Linked DNA regions of Mus musculus: all the other regions are linked to region 3. A link is a contact called in public Hi-C and targeted proximity ligation data. All regions are on one chromosome and are shown on one strand. The core of a region is the stretch at or near the end of the contact, and the rest is flanking DNA. Distances in the headings are between cores, read along the strand shown. Region 1 overlaps Trpm3 (transient receptor potential cation channel, subfamily M, member 3). Region 2 overlaps Trpm3 (transient receptor potential cation channel, subfamily M, member 3). Region 3 has its middle 94 kb from the start of Trpm3.

Region 1 (2,750 bases), core at 29-2,528, 550 kb before region 3:
TCTGTCTGTCTGTCTGTCTGTCTAGCTATCCACTCATCCACCCATTCACCCATTATCTTTCTCTTTCTTTCTTTCTTTCTTTCTTCCTTTCTTTCTATCTATCTATCTATCTATCTATCTATCTATCTATCTATCTATCTATCTATCTATCTATCTATCTATGTATCCACCTATGTCTGTTTGTCTCTCTGTATCCATTCATCCATCCGTCTATCCATCCATCCATCCATCCATCCACCCACCCACCCATCCATCCATCCATCCATTTTACATCATGATCATGGCCCAGGTAGTTTACTCTTTAAGCCATATAACCACCCAGGAGGCAGACAAACCTATACTCCCACTCTTGAAGAGATGAAATTGTGTTCAAGGTCACACAGCAAGTAGGTGAAGGGGCAGGATTCTGACTCTTTACCTATTTGCTGAAACAGCCAGCAAGAATTCAGTATCTATACTACCCATGATTAAAATACCATTTCTCATCTGAGGAGTTCAGAGATCAATATTATGACATGATTTTCAGGGAAGGCAGTCTCTGCTGCCATTATTTGCAGGGCAGGCCAGGGCATGTTTTTGTTTGTTTGTTTGTTTGTTTGTTTGTTTTTGTTTTTTGTTACATATGACTACATAGATTTTTACAGAGATCTGGGAGCTGAAACAAAAATTGGCTTTTCATCCAGTAAATGAAGGATCACATCTCTTACCAAATCCCTAGGAAGGAGTTTTCTGGAAAGAAATGCTGTGCATATGGAAGAGGAACATGTCTCATGGCTGTTCCAGGGAGAAGACTCATGCAAAGTCTTTTTGTCACCTGAACCAAACCAATTTTCATCTTCCCCTCTTACAGCTCCTTCTGGGTCATTACTCCTGTAGCCAGGGGCAGTGAGGGAGGTTGAGGTGCCTCAGACCTGTCCTTATACAGTTGCTGTTTGATGCAGCTCTCCCAAGCTACGAAGCCCTGTGTGTCCCTTTAATAGCGCAGGCTATTTTTAGCCTTTGGGCACAAGCCAGTGCCAGTCATGTCACTCTGGTGGGGGCTGTGGAAAGTGGTTTCATGCATAGCTGTCTTGTTCTCTCTGCAGAACAAAGCATCCGTGTTCTATAATTGTACTGGGAAGCTAATAAAAGCTTTCCGTACAAACCTCAAAATTCAATTAGCGCTGGTTTTGTGACTTCGACCCTGAAGACAGATATGGGCTTCGCTTCTGACCAGCAGAATGTTGCCAGCTCAGCCAAGCTGGCTGCTCACAGCGCCTGGCTTCCCTCTCATTCTTGTGTGTTAAGACTGCTAGTCATGGCATCATGTTTACAAACGGATGCTCGCCCGGAGAATTGAGGCTGTCTGGCTTTGCATCTCATTGCTCTGGTTTTTTTTTTTTTTTTTTTTTTTTTCCGGCACCATTGGCAGAAAGACTTTCCATACAGTTGGATCCTAGAGAAGTGCTGTTTGTGCACAAAAGGCGACTCATGATATTGTAGTCTCAACACTTATAAGGTTAGACCTGGCAGGGGGCTGGAGAACCCTTATCTGCTCTCAAGCATTACTAAACCCCAGCAATATCAAAAGTTTCCTCCCCAGGGAGGAAAACTGCATAAATGTTTCCTTACTGTTAGCTCCATGTCCTCTTCATCTTTTTCCTTTGTGGGCTTCTCTGGCTCCTCCGGCTCCTTCTCTTGGAGATGAATCTCCTGGGCCTGAGTCATATAGGGCATGTCATCTTTGTTCTTGAACTCCAAGCTGAGAATTGAAGGAGGAAGTAGAATTCCCAGAATTACCTAAAGTAATAATAATGATAATAATAATAATCACATTTAAAGGATTAAGATTAGGGTGTTTGCTTAGAATCAGAAAGCTGGGATGTGGCCTATGTGTGTGTGTTTGTGCACACACATGCACATGCACAGGGGTTGTATTTACGGTATAGGGATGTGGATATTTGGAAATTTAAACACATGATAAAAAGATATATATTTTTTGGCCCATCTATGATAAATCTTAACCTACTAATTCTTACTTTCCTGGGGAAAACTGAGTAAAGGGAGTTTATCCAAGGTAGAAAAACATAAGATTTCCGTTTAGTTATTAAACAGCACTTGGCTTTGTAAAAAATCACTTCATACACATGTACTGGCATTTATTTGTGAATGTATCAAGTAGAGTTGATATGTTAGCTGATGAGCTCCATAAAGAAACGCTTTCTAAATTGACCTTGAAGGCACATGCAGAGAGTCATTTTATCTACTGTACAACATTCTGCTGGCATTAGCTAATATACAGCAGAATCCCCCAACCCCCAGAGAGCTCAGTATTCATCAAGAGTAGTTGTTCTTCTTGCACAGAAGCCCCAGGAAGATCAGCACTGCATTGCTTTCATGTGTAAACACTGTATGTGAATCTCAGTGTCGGGACGCTCATTGTGAAGACCTTTCTCATGGCAGAACTCTCTCCTCCATTATCAAAGAACAGTGACTGCTTCATCTTCTCTCAATTCTAAAACGGTCCCAGTGCACAAGGCTCCCAAGGATGAGCCTCCTTGAAGACATGCACTGAGGGGAGGGGCTTAGATCCTGAAGGGTCAGTGAATATCATGGACAGCCAGGCCTTGAAATATTCATGGGGACTTAAAAAAAGGGGGGGTGGGGAGAAATGACTCTGAATTGTAGGTGTTTTGGGAAGCTCAAATGGCATGCTGGCAATCTTCATAGGGTATAATGCCCTGTCCTCAGAGCTGAGAAATGGCTCAGCT
Region 2 (2,700 bases), core at 118-2,617, 530 kb before region 3:
TCCCTGGGCTTACAGAGTGCGTGTGTTCCAATTGACAGAGACCTGCTTGTGGTTTTGAGTTAGAATCTGAGAACAACGCCCTATGGTGATCACGACACCTTTTGCCTAAGATGCTGACAACTGAGCAGTTAGAACAAGTGAGTTCTTGGTGACTCGGTGTCTGTCGTCTATCCAGGTGTAAGGGAATGCAAGTGAGGAATGACGCATGCATCACAGGAGAGACAGGAAGAGAATCACAGGCATGGGGGTATGGGCAGGCAGGATGAGGGAAACAAACAGAAGAGAAAGAGAAATGAAAAGGCATCTTAGCTTGGCCCTACCGTATTGTACAGTTCCTCTAGTCTGGAGATGGTGAGAAAACGGTGCATGCTTACTCCATTTTCTATGAGTAATTTCACAAAATCCACTCTGTCCAGGACTAGGGCATCCAGCATGGCTTGCTCCAGGGACCCTACCTGCAATTCAAGATATTCACTTAGCCTGCCCACGTCAGAGAAGCGCAGTTCCTCCGGGCTCACCCAGAAGGCTTGATATCTGCAAGTCTCTAGATAAACCAGACAGAGCCAGTGCTCCGATGCCAGGTGGCACCCCTGGTCCTGGAGGCACAGGTCTTGGGAAACAGAAGTCAAGGACTCCAGGTCTAGAAGCTACTTTCTCTCCTAAATCTCTTTCTTGTTCTGGAGCCTCAGGATCCAAGGTCTTCCTCCTGATGGATTCTCTGGCTAGTTTTCTGCTGTGCCTGTACAGGTGGCACTAGACACTTTCCTGCCTTCCTTTCCTTCTTTCCTAGGCTCTGAATGAGAGCCCCGGCTGACTTGAGGATAGGAACCCAGGAAAACATAGCTGAGGGCCAAACAGGCCTGGACAGGTGTGCAGGTGTGTAGTAACGGACACTCCGGAGGCAAACTGGCGTCACATAACTTAAGAACAATGTATTTTCTGGGTTGGAGCACTGGACTGGCTGTGATTTGTATTCTTCTCACGTTCTCTCATTTTTTTCAACGTCCAGATTCCTTGACAAATACGCTCCCCGATTAGAAATCCTTGAACTCTATAAGGACAGGTACTCAGTGGTGGCCAGAGCTCCTGGGGATGGAAGGTTCAGAGAGTCTTACTTCCAAGCTGATGCTGGGCTGCCACCCGTGGATGCGTGCGCACATCACCCAATGGCCCATTTCCCAAGTTATGATTTTTGACAGCCAAATGACGGGGGAAAAAAAAAAAGCCACGGGCAGTTATATAAAGCTTTGGTTCACTTGTGCTGGGATAGGTCGACCTGCGCTCAACCACCAGGACCAGATGGTACCTGTACACAGAGGCCTGGCCCATTAGCAAACCAGCAGGAACGTGCCGCCATTTGGTGGCAGCAGCTTCCTCCTTCTGCTCGCCTAAAAGACAACCAGAAACATGCGAATCCTCTCTCTCTCTCTCTCTCTCTCTCTCTCTCTCTCTCTCTCTCTCTCTCTCTCTCTCTCTCTCTCTCTCTCTCTCCCCTCCCTCCCTTCCTCCCTCCACTCCTCTAAATTTTAACTTTTTTATAACTGTATCTTTAAAGATTGAATAATAAGATAGGCTATGCGTCCAAAAATTGCTAAGAGCCAGGGAACCTTTAGTGGTGCGCTTAGCAATATCGTCCACTAGGTGACAGCATGTTCCCAAACACGAGACTGCTGCCCAGCTATGCTATGCAAAAGAAGATTCCTCCATCCCCGCCCCAACCCCGCCCAAATTTCTGATCCACTTTCAAAGGTTCCGTTAAAAACCCTTGTCAAGCGCATGGTGGCTTTTCAAGGGTAACGACTACGACGTATACTCTACCGGCCACTGCTGCCCGTAAATAAAGATCTGGCTGCGAGCGATGTCAACTCTGTTCCAGGCTAAAGCTAAGCTCAGTTGGTCTGGGGCGGATGCATTGGCACCTGTATAAAGTGGGACGGAAAAACAAAACAAAACAAAACAAAACAAAACAAAACAAAACAAAACAAAACAAAAACAAACAAACAAACAAAAAAAGACAAGAGAAACACAGTAGTTAGTTATGCCACGAAGACCCTTCCAGTCACTTCTTCATCGATTCCTCTTCTCCACAACCAAGCCGTGTGACTCCATTCCACTAATGACATTTTGTGTGTGTGTCTGTGCGCGCGCGCAGGGGGATCCTTCTTTGCCACGGTCTGTTTTCCTGTGCACTGTAGATCTATCTTCTATCTATCTATCTATCTATCTATCTATCTATCTATCTATCCATCCATCCATCCATCTATCTACTGTTTATTTTAAAGACAGGATGGGGCACTCATTCCTGGCTTGGCTTCCTCGATGTTGGAATAGCAGGTGAGTGTCGCCATGCCCGACATCGATTGCATTTCAATACCCAGTAGCCACGTGTGACTAGAAGCACACATAACATTTCTGTCTCTACAGAAGGTTCTGCTGTGATAGGCATGTTGTCCACACATGCGGCCCCTCAGCAGCTGCCTGTGTGGCTGAGAACAGGTACAGCCTAGAAGGTAGTGGGAATATCTTGCATCCTCTGCTGTCCATCTTGTGGTTGGGTGAGATAGGACCTCTCTAAGCCACTGTTCTGCCAGCTAGAAAATGAAAACAATAAAAATTATCCTATCTTATTTAATAGAGATGCCCTGCGACCAAAATGGAATCATATATGTGAGTTCACATGCCAACAGGTTTTTTCCCCCA
Region 3 (2,700 bases), core at 193-2,692:
ACAGGACTAGCCAGGCCACTCCTTTTACACTCCTGCTTCACTAGTCAGTAGTGTGAATTGTTCTGTTCTAAATAGCATAGGGTAAGATAAGAGGAAGTAGAATAAATCTTATACCCTTTAGAAACTTTAGTTTCAACTGACATATAAACCATGAAGGTCTATATATGGGTGGGGTATTATTGTGTATTATTTTGATGTGTGAACACATGTCACAATATCTAAATCAGGTTAAACTTTAAATATTGCTTTAAATATTTGTGATTTTTATGGTAAAACCTACAAAACCTCTTCAGATTTTTGAAATGTCTAATCTATCCATTTCCACCTACAGTCACCCTCTGTGCAGCAGAAGACCAGGGTCTGTTACCCTGACTGCAACTTGCTGACAGTTGGCTAGCTTTCCCCGTCCCTCCTGACCTTCCACTAAGATTCAGGAGAATGGCCATGTTTTGCCAAAGACTGAATTTCACTGTTCATTTTGTAAATGAACTTCACTTATAGCCCAAAGCACACTTTTTCTCTCTGGATACAATTTGACAATTAAAGTTTCAATATCAAATATTCATTTTCTAGGAAACAGTGGTTTTAAATATATGTAGATACTGTCAGCCACTCAGTTCTTGGTATAGGTAGTTGATGCAAAATTAAAAGGCATACTAGGGTGGGAAGGACTCAGGTTTTAATTTTCAAAGGTGTCATCTACATCAAAAAAAAAAAAACTTGCATCCATCCTTCCACAGGGAAGAGCTTTGATCAATTTAGAAAGTTATACAAATTCCAGGGAACTCTAGAGAACTGCAGTCTTCCAAATTAAATTGAACACAGAAGTCGATGTGAAAAAAATGTGCTTTAAATCTTTGTTAAATGAATCGTAGGTGTTGTTGTTACCATCAGAAATTCTTACAGAGTTTGGGAAAAATGCCAAAGTTTCAAAAACTCTAAAAGACAAAAATTTAGCTGGGCCTTTAAAAATATCACCCCAGGCTGCAGATTTCTCTGCAGCGGAGCGAACGTCTTTTTCTTTAATTCGGGCTGAATGAAATCCCGCTGACCCACTTTTAGATTCACCAGAAAGAAGGTAGCTGCATTGCCGCTGTCCTTTTCTCTTTAATTTTTTATATTACTAATCGGTTGCTACGGCACCAACTGCCCCCAGCTCAGACTGAGTGGTTTACGGCTACAATATATACTTATTATCGCACAATCCCTACTACAGGTCAGGAAGACTAGGCAGCATGACTGGGCGGGGTGTCACTCAAGGTGTGTACTGAGGATGGATCCAGGGTCCTGCGGAGCTGGGGCACTTAGAGGTTGCTCATGAGCGTGCCCACCTGACACGGTCTGCGTTCTTTATAACATTCGAACCTCTATATGAGGCTACAATGTCCTTACAGTGGGGCAGCTGGCTTTCTTCAGAGGCAGTGAGCCATGACAAAACAAGGCAATGCCACAGTGTTTTACGTGACTCAGCCTTGGCAGTCACCTCATTTCCAATCAGTTACAGAGAGGAATACAATTCAGCGTGTGAGGGAGCCATATAAGAGCGGCGGGTGGTGGGGTGGGGGTGCAACAAGATGCACAAACCACTGCTAAAGCTGTCAGGCTAGTGCTGCATACTACACTGGAAGATTCTAAATACCCACATATATTCTTCCCTGACTGCTAGAACAAAGCACTAAAATGGGGCAGGGGAGGCTTAGCGCTTAGACAACAGGACCCGGACCTTACCCCCACCCCACGAGGATTTCATGGTTCTGAACTCTACAAATTCAAGATGAAGCGCTGGCAATGTTAGTTTCTTCTGCAGCCTCTCTTTTGCTTGCTGTGTTTCTTTTCTTCCTGCCTTCACCAGGTCGTTCTTGTATTCCTGTCCGAGTCTTAACCTCCTCCCGATGAGAAAACCTGACACACTAGGGCTTCTCTTAATGTCATTTTAGCTTTGTTCTTGTAAGACTTCATCTCCTATATAGACACATTCCAGGATGCTAAAAGCAATGTGTTCAATGTGTGAGTTTTAAGGACGCACACTTCAAGGCATAGCAGTCTACTTTCCCTCACAGTACGCGTCTTCCATCCTGAGATCTGTAAAACCAAATATTCAGGCTCCTATTTAGATACCCCACATTTTTCCATAAATACTCATCTAATTGGCCATAATAGTGCATAGTTGTAATCCTGGCACTTGGGAAGTGGAGGCAGAAAGACTGGTCCAAGGCTAGCCTTGGCTACAAAAGGATTTTGAAGCCAGCCTGAGCTACATGAGACCTTGCCCCCACCCAAAAAAATCAAACTAACTAAAATAAAACAAACAAACCCTAATAGTAAATAAGCAACTGCCTCAAAGCTATCTATATATAGCTATAGATAGATAGATAGATAGATAGATAGATAGATAGATAGATAGATAGATAGATAGATGATAGCAAGCATAAGGTTTCAGCACAAACTATGTTTTTCTGTATGTGATCTTGCCCCTTGTGTGAAGCCCAATGTAATTCCACGCTGCCTGATCCCCACTCCACTCCAGCCTACATCTTTGTCCTTAATGTCACAGTCTGGTCATCATGCAAGACCCTGGCCCTGGCCCTTTTCTTTGTAGATAGTTTGAGGTACTACTGCAAGATGACTCTGACTCTCTTAAAAATCACCTCGCATCAAAGACCTTCCTGTCCATCATTCTATCAGGACCTCCCCCCTCTG

Evidence for each region. A called contact is a pair of places that touch in the nucleus more often than the background predicts.
Region 1: a contact with region 3 is called in a targeted proximity ligation map of forebrain, with 7 times the contacts expected there. A contact is called at or near these places in 3 of 484 Hi-C or Micro-C datasets (the G1E-ER4 cell line, embryonic stem cells and hippocampal excitatory neurons) and 8 of 130 datasets of targeted methods (VIP interneurons, embryonic basal ganglia, embryonic hindbrain and 5 more).
Region 2: a contact with region 3 is called in a Hi-C map of cerebral cortex, with 4 times the contacts expected there. A contact is called at or near these places in 45 of 484 Hi-C or Micro-C datasets (the C2C12 cell line, the G1E-ER4 cell line, LSK cells and 26 more) and 10 of 130 datasets of targeted methods (embryonic basal ganglia, embryonic forebrain, embryonic hindbrain and 6 more).

The regions. Positions count from the first base shown.
Region 1 is chr19:22,903,664-22,906,413 of GRCm38.p6, reverse strand. It overlaps Trpm3 (transient receptor potential cation channel, subfamily M, member 3), which reads right to left. Exons shown (of 26, transcript NM_001362491.1): 18 at 1,612-1,779. Among named protein-coding and RNA genes, the nearest start is that of Gm52388, 22 kb to the left of the region's middle.
Region 2 is chr19:22,883,103-22,885,802 of GRCm38.p6, reverse strand. It overlaps Trpm3 (transient receptor potential cation channel, subfamily M, member 3), which reads right to left. Exons shown (of 26, transcript NM_001362491.1): 10 at 1,819-1,919; 11 at 321-455. Among named protein-coding and RNA genes, the nearest start is that of Gm52388, 42 kb to the left of the region's middle.
Region 3 is chr19:22,352,958-22,355,657 of GRCm38.p6, reverse strand. It overlaps a transcript of Trpm3 not described here. Among named protein-coding and RNA genes, the nearest start is that of Trpm3, 94 kb to the left of the region's middle.